Linked DNA regions of Drosophila melanogaster: region 1 is linked to region 2. Evidence: chromatin contacts called from public Hi-C data. All regions are on one chromosome and are shown on one strand. The core of a region is the stretch at or near the end of the contact, and the rest is flanking DNA. Distances in the headings are between cores, read along the strand shown.

Region 1 (3,744 bases), core at 983-3,482, 94 kb before region 2:
CAACTACGTAAGAATAACATGAACTGCGCTAAATGCACAGACGTAGCCAGTAGACAGTTACTCACAAAAAACTGCTCACACCCACAGCGAAACCCATACAATCGCAATCACGGCGCCGATGTCGAAGACGAAATTTGTTAAATCAGCAGCAGCAATCCTGAAACTCGAGAGGAAAAAATGAAAAAAATATGGAACGAAACCAGAAGGAAGCCAAATAAAGTGCGTAAAATGGAGCATACGGCGGCGGAGTCGCCTCATTCGAATTTCAAATGCAGGACTCTCATCCTTTCGCATCCTGCAAAGGATATGTGGCCAACTGGACACACACATGACGATGATTCATAGCCTCATCCTCTCCGACAGATCGCATGCGAAAAATTATGTTAAAACAATAAAAATATTTGTCAAAATAATGCGATTGCGTTAATAGAGCCAAATATTATTCTTGTATCAATTACCCAGACGATTGGGGTTTTAAAGTGATGCAAAGCGCTCGGTTTTTGCAGACAGCCACGGAAAGTACAAATAAAAAATAGTCAGCATACTTTTAAATTATCCAAATATAAATATGTGCGTGTTTGTTTTCCCTGTGTCTAATAACCAGACAAACACCCAGCCCATCCCATTCGGCCTCTCGCGTACACACACTCACATCCACACGCACACTTGCCCTTGCCCAAATAAACATATGAAATTTACTTTAAAGCTGACAAAGTCAATAAAAAATATTGTTTTAATAAGCAGAAAATAGAAATGAAGTCTGCGAAAAAAACGACACTGCAGGACTCAACGAGCAGAGGAGTCGCGAGAGGGAAGGACGAGGCCGAAGGACTTTTTATGTTTGACTCTATCGTTATTTGGCTTGTAAATTGGTTAGTAACCCTTTCGATGTTTGGAAATGTGGAGTGAATGAGTATCAAGTCAAAAGGCGGATAGGAGATAACATAAAAACAAGTGCAATTTTAATATGTTATAAATTTATGGTACAAAACTCTACTTGTATTAACTGTTCAATTATTATTATCTCTGATTTAAACTAATCACGCCAATAGAGCAATTTTTAAATAAATAACTCGCTTCATAATAATATTGCAGAAGGGAAAAGTTTTCTACATATATATATTCATTCTTTTTGATATTAGATACATTTTAGATATTAGAAAAATTTCGGTTTTCTTTTTTAGGACATTTTAACATGAACAACAATTTAATGAATCTTTATTATATAAGGATCCTATATATAGGGTGATACAATAGTTCTTGAAAAACTGTGGAAAACATGTTTGTCTAATATCCTGAGTATTCTTGAAATTCTTACCTTAAATAAGCCTGAAAAATTCCTGCCCTTTGCACACCAAAAAAACCATTGTCAATTCAAGCGCCCGAAAAAGGGAGTTGCTAAAAACTTAATGCCTTGCCCTCAACGAAAACAACCTTCAAACGTGGCCCTTAACTTGAACATCTTGGCGAAAACCCATCAAACTGCAAATTAGCAGGCAACTTTTTGGTCTCTGCCTCTCCCGAGAAGACGAACAACTTTAAGCTGAGATCGAAAGAACTTTATCACTAATTTATGCCGAAGTCATTGGAAGGGTGAGTTAAGTGGGTGGTTGGCTCGTTTGCAGCCCCTGGTTCACCACCACCTCCACCCACTTGTGCCTGTGCTGTTGGCTTTCCCAGGTGCCTCTCATAGTTGATGTGGTTCTCGCTCGCTCTTACTACCATTGTATCTAGTATATCATGAATGCGAGATAGAGGGAGCGAGCGAGAGCGGAAGTGAGAGAGAGAGAGGGAGAGAGAGAGAGGGCGATAGGCCGTATTTTAAGCATTAGTTTAAACAACAAAAACAAGGGCTTGGAAAAGCGACGGGTAGGGGAGGAGTGCCCACAGGACACACACCGTAGCTAGCTAACTATTTTTTCCTATACAAAAAAGAAAGCATGAATGGCGTCCGCTCTCTCTCTCTCTCTCTCTCTCTCTCTCTCTTTCTCTTGGCCACACACAGATACTTTCGACGCAGCTGTGTTTGCGGGCCCACTTCACTTACTGACTGCGAGTGGCAGCCATCGTTGGTTGGCTGCAGATACACATGCAGATACGGATACATTGTGCGGGTACACACAGATACTGTGCGGCAGCGGATCGAGATACTTTCTGGTGCGGGCGACGCTCTGCCGACGCAAACGCTTCTGCTCGATGCGAGCTGTGTGTTATTTCAGTTACACAGATTCAGTATCAGACGTGTTACTATACCGAACGGTTCTGCGCTCGCTCTGCGCTCCCATTTCCCCTGTACTACAAATAGATGCATATATATATATATATATATATAGATTTATATATCTGCACTTATGTGAGCGACTTGTTTAAGCAAATATTATCGCTAGAAATAATAAGAAGCAGCCAGTGGTGAAGTGATTAAGTTCGAGAAAGAAAGCAAGACAAAAGCAAGAGAGTACGAAAATACCAGAAGGCGGCAGTGGAAAATCGATCAGAAATCCGCCGGAATCGCCGCCATGCATACGTTATTCAGCGACCAGAACTCCTTTACGCGCCACTATGCCCAGACCGCAGCCGGTTACGGATCCGCATCCGCGGTGGCGGCGGCCAGCAGCGCCTCCGCTGCAGCAGCGGCACATTACGCATACGACCAGTACTCCCGCTATCCGTACTCGGCCAGCGCCTACGGCCTGGGTGCCCCGCACCAGAACAAGGAGATTGTAAAGCCACCTTACTCGTACATCGCCCTGATAGCCATGGCCATCCAGAATGCGGCGGACAAGAAGGTGACCCTGAACGGGATCTATCAGTACATCATGGAGCGATTTCCCTACTATCGCGACAACAAGCAGGGCTGGCAGAACTCCATTCGGCACAATCTTAGCCTCAACGAGTGCTTCGTGAAGGTGGCCCGCGATGACAAGAAGCCCGGCAAGGGCTCCTACTGGACTCTGGATCCGGACTCCTACAACATGTTCGACAACGGCTCCTTCCTTCGCCGGCGTCGCCGCTTCAAGAAGAAGGATGTGATGCGGGAGAAGGAGGAGGCCATCAAGCGGCAGGCCATGATGAACGAGAAGCTGGCCGAGATGAAGCCCCTCAAGCTGATGACCAACGGCATACTGGAGGCCAAGCACATGGCCGCCCATGCTGCCCACTTCAAAAAGGAGCCCCTAATGGACTTGGGTTGTCTAAGTGGCAAGGAGGTCTCCCATGCCGCAATGCTCAACTCCTGCCACGACAGCTTGGCCCAAATGAACCACTTGGCTGGCGGCGGAGTGGAGCATCCCGGCTTCACCGTGGACTCACTCATGAATGTGTACAACCCGCGGATCCATCACAGCGCCTATCCCTACCACTTGAACGAGGACAACTTGGCCACGGTGGCCAGCAGTCAGATGCATCATGTCCACCACGCTGCGGCGGCCCATCATGCCCAGCAACTGCAGCGTCATGTGGCGCACGTGGCCCATCCTCTGACCCCCGGCGGCCAAGGAGCGGGAGGCCAATCGTCCGGACACTCGCCCACCACGATCTCAACTCCGCATGGTCCCGCGCACGGGGGTTGGTATACCCCGGAAACGCCACCATCGGAACCCGTTCCTCACAATGGGCAGCAGGGCACACCCACCCACCCGGGACATAATAACAACAACAGCAGCAGCGTACTCAACCACAATGGAGTGGGCAACGGTGGCGGAGGCGGCGGCGGTGGCGGTGGAGGATCCTCCAGCGTGCTGACCA
Region 2 (3,799 bases), core at 532-3,031:
ATTGCAAAGAGGCGAGGAAAAAATGCTTGTGATTGACAAAAGTGTGGCAAGGACATTAGCGAGCGAGCAGCTCTGACGACATCGCCACGTTAACATTAATTGATGACCCAGTCCATCTTGACCACCAGTGGAGTCCAATTCCCGCTGCCCGTTGACCAGTTCCCAAATCCCTGATCCCATTGCCCTGTGACAGCTCATTAATAAGCGGATTCGGGGGACTGAGCATATCCTTCGGCCTTCACTTGCCGTTGACGAGCTAATCTACTGCATAAATCTACAGTTTTGTTAACAATTTCTACAAGAGCACGGATAGCAAAAAGGGCAGTCAAAAGCCGTCGAGTGCCAACCAAATGCACGGCGAAAGAAAATCAATGAAGTTCTGTAATCTAGCAAATTAGCCACTATCTTCGGCTTATCATGGTGACGCCTCATTGTGCCGGTGAAAGAATTTTTAGCATATCAAAATTTATACACAAGTATACAAGCGTAATAAACAAAGTTTTATATAAAATTATCAGAATTTGCTATAAAATAACTCATTTTGATTCAATAAACATGAAATACATCTTATCAAATAAACTAGGTGCAGAAATTATTAAAGTTAAGTCATAATATTATTCTAAAACTAATGAATGTATTTTTTGTAATTGCTTGGTTTTGCAAAACTAGAAACTCTTAAGCAATCCACCTTTATTGACTAAATAATATAGTTATTTAAATATTTCATGTTGCCAAGTGTTAATTCGGAAATTACATTAGCTCTGAATGATTGATAACATTCGTTTGCACTGATAATTTTTAAACAAAAACTCGAACTGATATGAAATACTGAACACACTATTATAAGCTTTTCTCCGTGTAGCAATCGAGGGGGTTGAGGTCAGCTAAGGGTCGTGGGAGTGGCAACATCATTGGGGCAGGTCTCGGCACTTAATTAGAATTGCGAGCGAATAGAATAGAAAAGTGGGATAATTTATGCAGCCGAAAGGAAATGGGCAAGCTTAAAAATATATACGTATATGTATATGTATATGTATGTGGGTATATTCGCATCGGGTTATGCAAATATGCGCCCGAAATATCCAGAAATCGAATCGAAAAGCGTCCGAGTTAATTGTACCACTTCTTGTTTGATTTTCACTTAGCCAGTGCCATTTTTGGTCTCTGATTTTTTTTTGGCGGGGAGCCGCCACTTACCGTTCTTAGATGTTCGCTAGCAATTTGAAATGCAAATAGGCAGAACTCCCTGCTTTCCAAGCTCACTTCACCACCGATGTTGGCCCGATGCCCAAAATATATATGTATATATGCTTGTATATAGATTTCTTTCGGTTTCCGCAGTTGACAGACTGTCCGATTTCGCGAACACACGGTAAATATTGAAACTTGATATTTAATTTTGGACCCAAAATCAAGCCAATTAGCGCGATTTCGGTGGGGGGTACTAATCACACGGATTCGGTTGCGGAGGAGAAATAGGAATATTATAATATCTATATCGTATATATGAAATCGTTAAAGGTGTCGGACCAATCTAACCGGCACGACCGAAATATCCACCTCTGGCAAAAAACAAACTTGCCAAAAGAAGCCAACAAGCGACGGATCACTTTTCAGCTAATTGTTAGTGGCACGTGTTGTTGTCGCTCGGTTTTTTAGTCTCAGATGGTTAGTTCTCGCCTTCGGCCAACTACTTCTAACGGCCAAGATATTTAAAATTCGAGTACCGGCTTTGCGCTGCAAAACGCGTGTGTTCACCACGAACGGAAAATTGCGACTGGCTATCGCGAAAGCAAACTCAAAGCTCGCTGCTCAGCTGCCGCTGCCGGCTTGCCAGCGTTGGTGTTGTGATGCTGTTGTCGACAAGAGAAGAAGAGGAAGAAGAGAAAGAGAGAGAGAGCGATAGAGAGGTACACTGGAAAAACACTTCCATATGGGAGGTGGTCTTAAAGTGGCCATAAATAATAATGCTTACAAGTAAAAAGACAGACGGATTATATAACTTTCTAGTCATAGTTTATGCTACATTTTATTTAGTTCAGATTCCGTTACCAGCAGACATTTCATTAAAAATATTTTGAATCAAAAAAATGGGATAATATATATATATATATACATAAATAAACATTATTTCATTAAATCCTTCATAATTAATGGCATATGCAGATGATTTATAAAAAAAAGGGATATAATTCCCATAGATTCCATTGATACTCCCCGCAAATTTTTGGTGTTCAAAGAGAGCTTCAAGCTCTAAAGCTGAAACTGAAAGAGTACAAGTGTGCTCTTTTGCGAAATTGCCGGTTTGGCTCCACATGTTTTGCTTACAACGGCTCCCCACTCTAGCAACATGTTGCGGAGCGAAGTTTTCGCTCTTTTTCGCGCTTTTATTCGTTTGAAGTGTGATCCGCTACTTTGAGTTGTTTTTCAAATGCCAGGCTTCTTTTAATTGGCGATGCGTGATTTATAATTCATACGGTTGGGTTTATTTTAGTTTCGCTTTGGATTTCCTTTTTGTTTTGGCTGCCTCTCGCCATGCTTATTTATAAAGACATTTAAATTTATGGGCGCCGATTCGACTCGAGTTTTTGCATGAGATCAGAGTGCTTGGCCCAGTTAATTTATGGGCGAAACGGGTGCGTCTTGTCTCCTCTCGTTCTTTATAACTAAAACTGAATGTTTCTAATAGCCGAGCAATAAACCGAATTCTTTTTTTGTTGCCCAACAAAGAAAGTGTTGCCAGCAGATTTTCTGTTTACTTCTGCGGCTCAGTCAACCTGCAAATGGTCTGAGGAAAAAATACTAAAATTCCTGACCACATTCAATGCAAACGAATGACGCCATCTGTCTGCCGCTGCCGGCTGTATTTATAAACAATTACGTTGATCAGCGCCAATGAATCATGCAATGGTCTTTTGAAATTTGCATAGCGATAAAGAACAGTTCTAGAAGAATTAAAAGAAAAACAAATTCGTTAATTTTTGTACACTGTAATTTGATAGTTCAATCAATTATTCGTAGGACTTCAACAATGTGTTTCTAAAAAGCTCTCAAACTGCAGCAACTTGTTCCGTTCGTGGTTGAGCAAGAAGAGCAACATAAACAGCGCAACATCAACAAGTGCAACCTTAGTCGCAGAAACAACAACAACCACTAATGTATTCAAGGAGCAGCATTAACATTTTCATTGCTTGTGCGCGCCTGACCCATTTAAAACGACAAGAGGGGTGATTCTCTTGACCGAGTCTGATATACTCTTATAGAATAATAATACTAATGTTAGAATAGAAAAAAACCTTGAGTACTTACTTATAAGCTTCGTTGTTTTATTTCCTTATCTTGTAAAAGTAAACATGTATTTATAAAATGATAAGTTATTTCTATATTCAAGGCAGGCAAAGTATCTTTCCCAAAGTAGCAAACTTGGGATTAAATTGTAAACTTCCCCAAGTGCATCAAGAAAGTCCAGAGTACTTTTGATGGAGGGTCACCCAATCACCCAATAAAGTGGTCAAATTGACTGAACAATTTATTATTAATCTGTTGCACTTTGTAAGCTGATAAACAAAACGAAATGTTTACAAAACAGGGCAACAAATTGAGCGCACTCGACGAAAAATATTCGAAAATGGCAGCGACGAATTGTAAACAAAGGAATAATTCGCCAAATTTTGAAAGCCCCACATGAATTCAAATGGATTATAATTTTGAGATGGGGAATAGTTTCCCGGACGGGAAATGGGAATCGCGGATTGAAATAGATTATTTTATGGAACGCGAAAGAGTTACCATGCTTGGC

Evidence for each region. Hi-C and Micro-C count contacts between places; a contact is called where the count stands out from the background.
Region 1: a contact with region 2 is called in a Hi-C map of the OSC cell line, with 2.9 times the contacts expected there. A contact is called at or near these places in 6 of 107 Hi-C or Micro-C datasets (the D17-c3 cell line, the OSC cell line, the S2 cell line and 2 more) and 1 of 7 datasets of targeted methods (the S2 cell line).

Annotation. Positions count from the first base shown.
Region 1 is chr3L:21,474,967-21,478,710 of dm6, reverse strand. It overlaps croc (crocodile), which reads left to right and starts at 2,232. Exons shown (of 1, transcript NM_079478.4): 1 at 2,232-3,744. The coding sequence starts at 2,517.
Region 2 is chr3L:21,380,483-21,384,281 of dm6, reverse strand. rgn (regeneration) reads right to left here and starts at 1,781. Exons shown (of 7, transcript NM_141055.4): 1 at 1,198-1,781.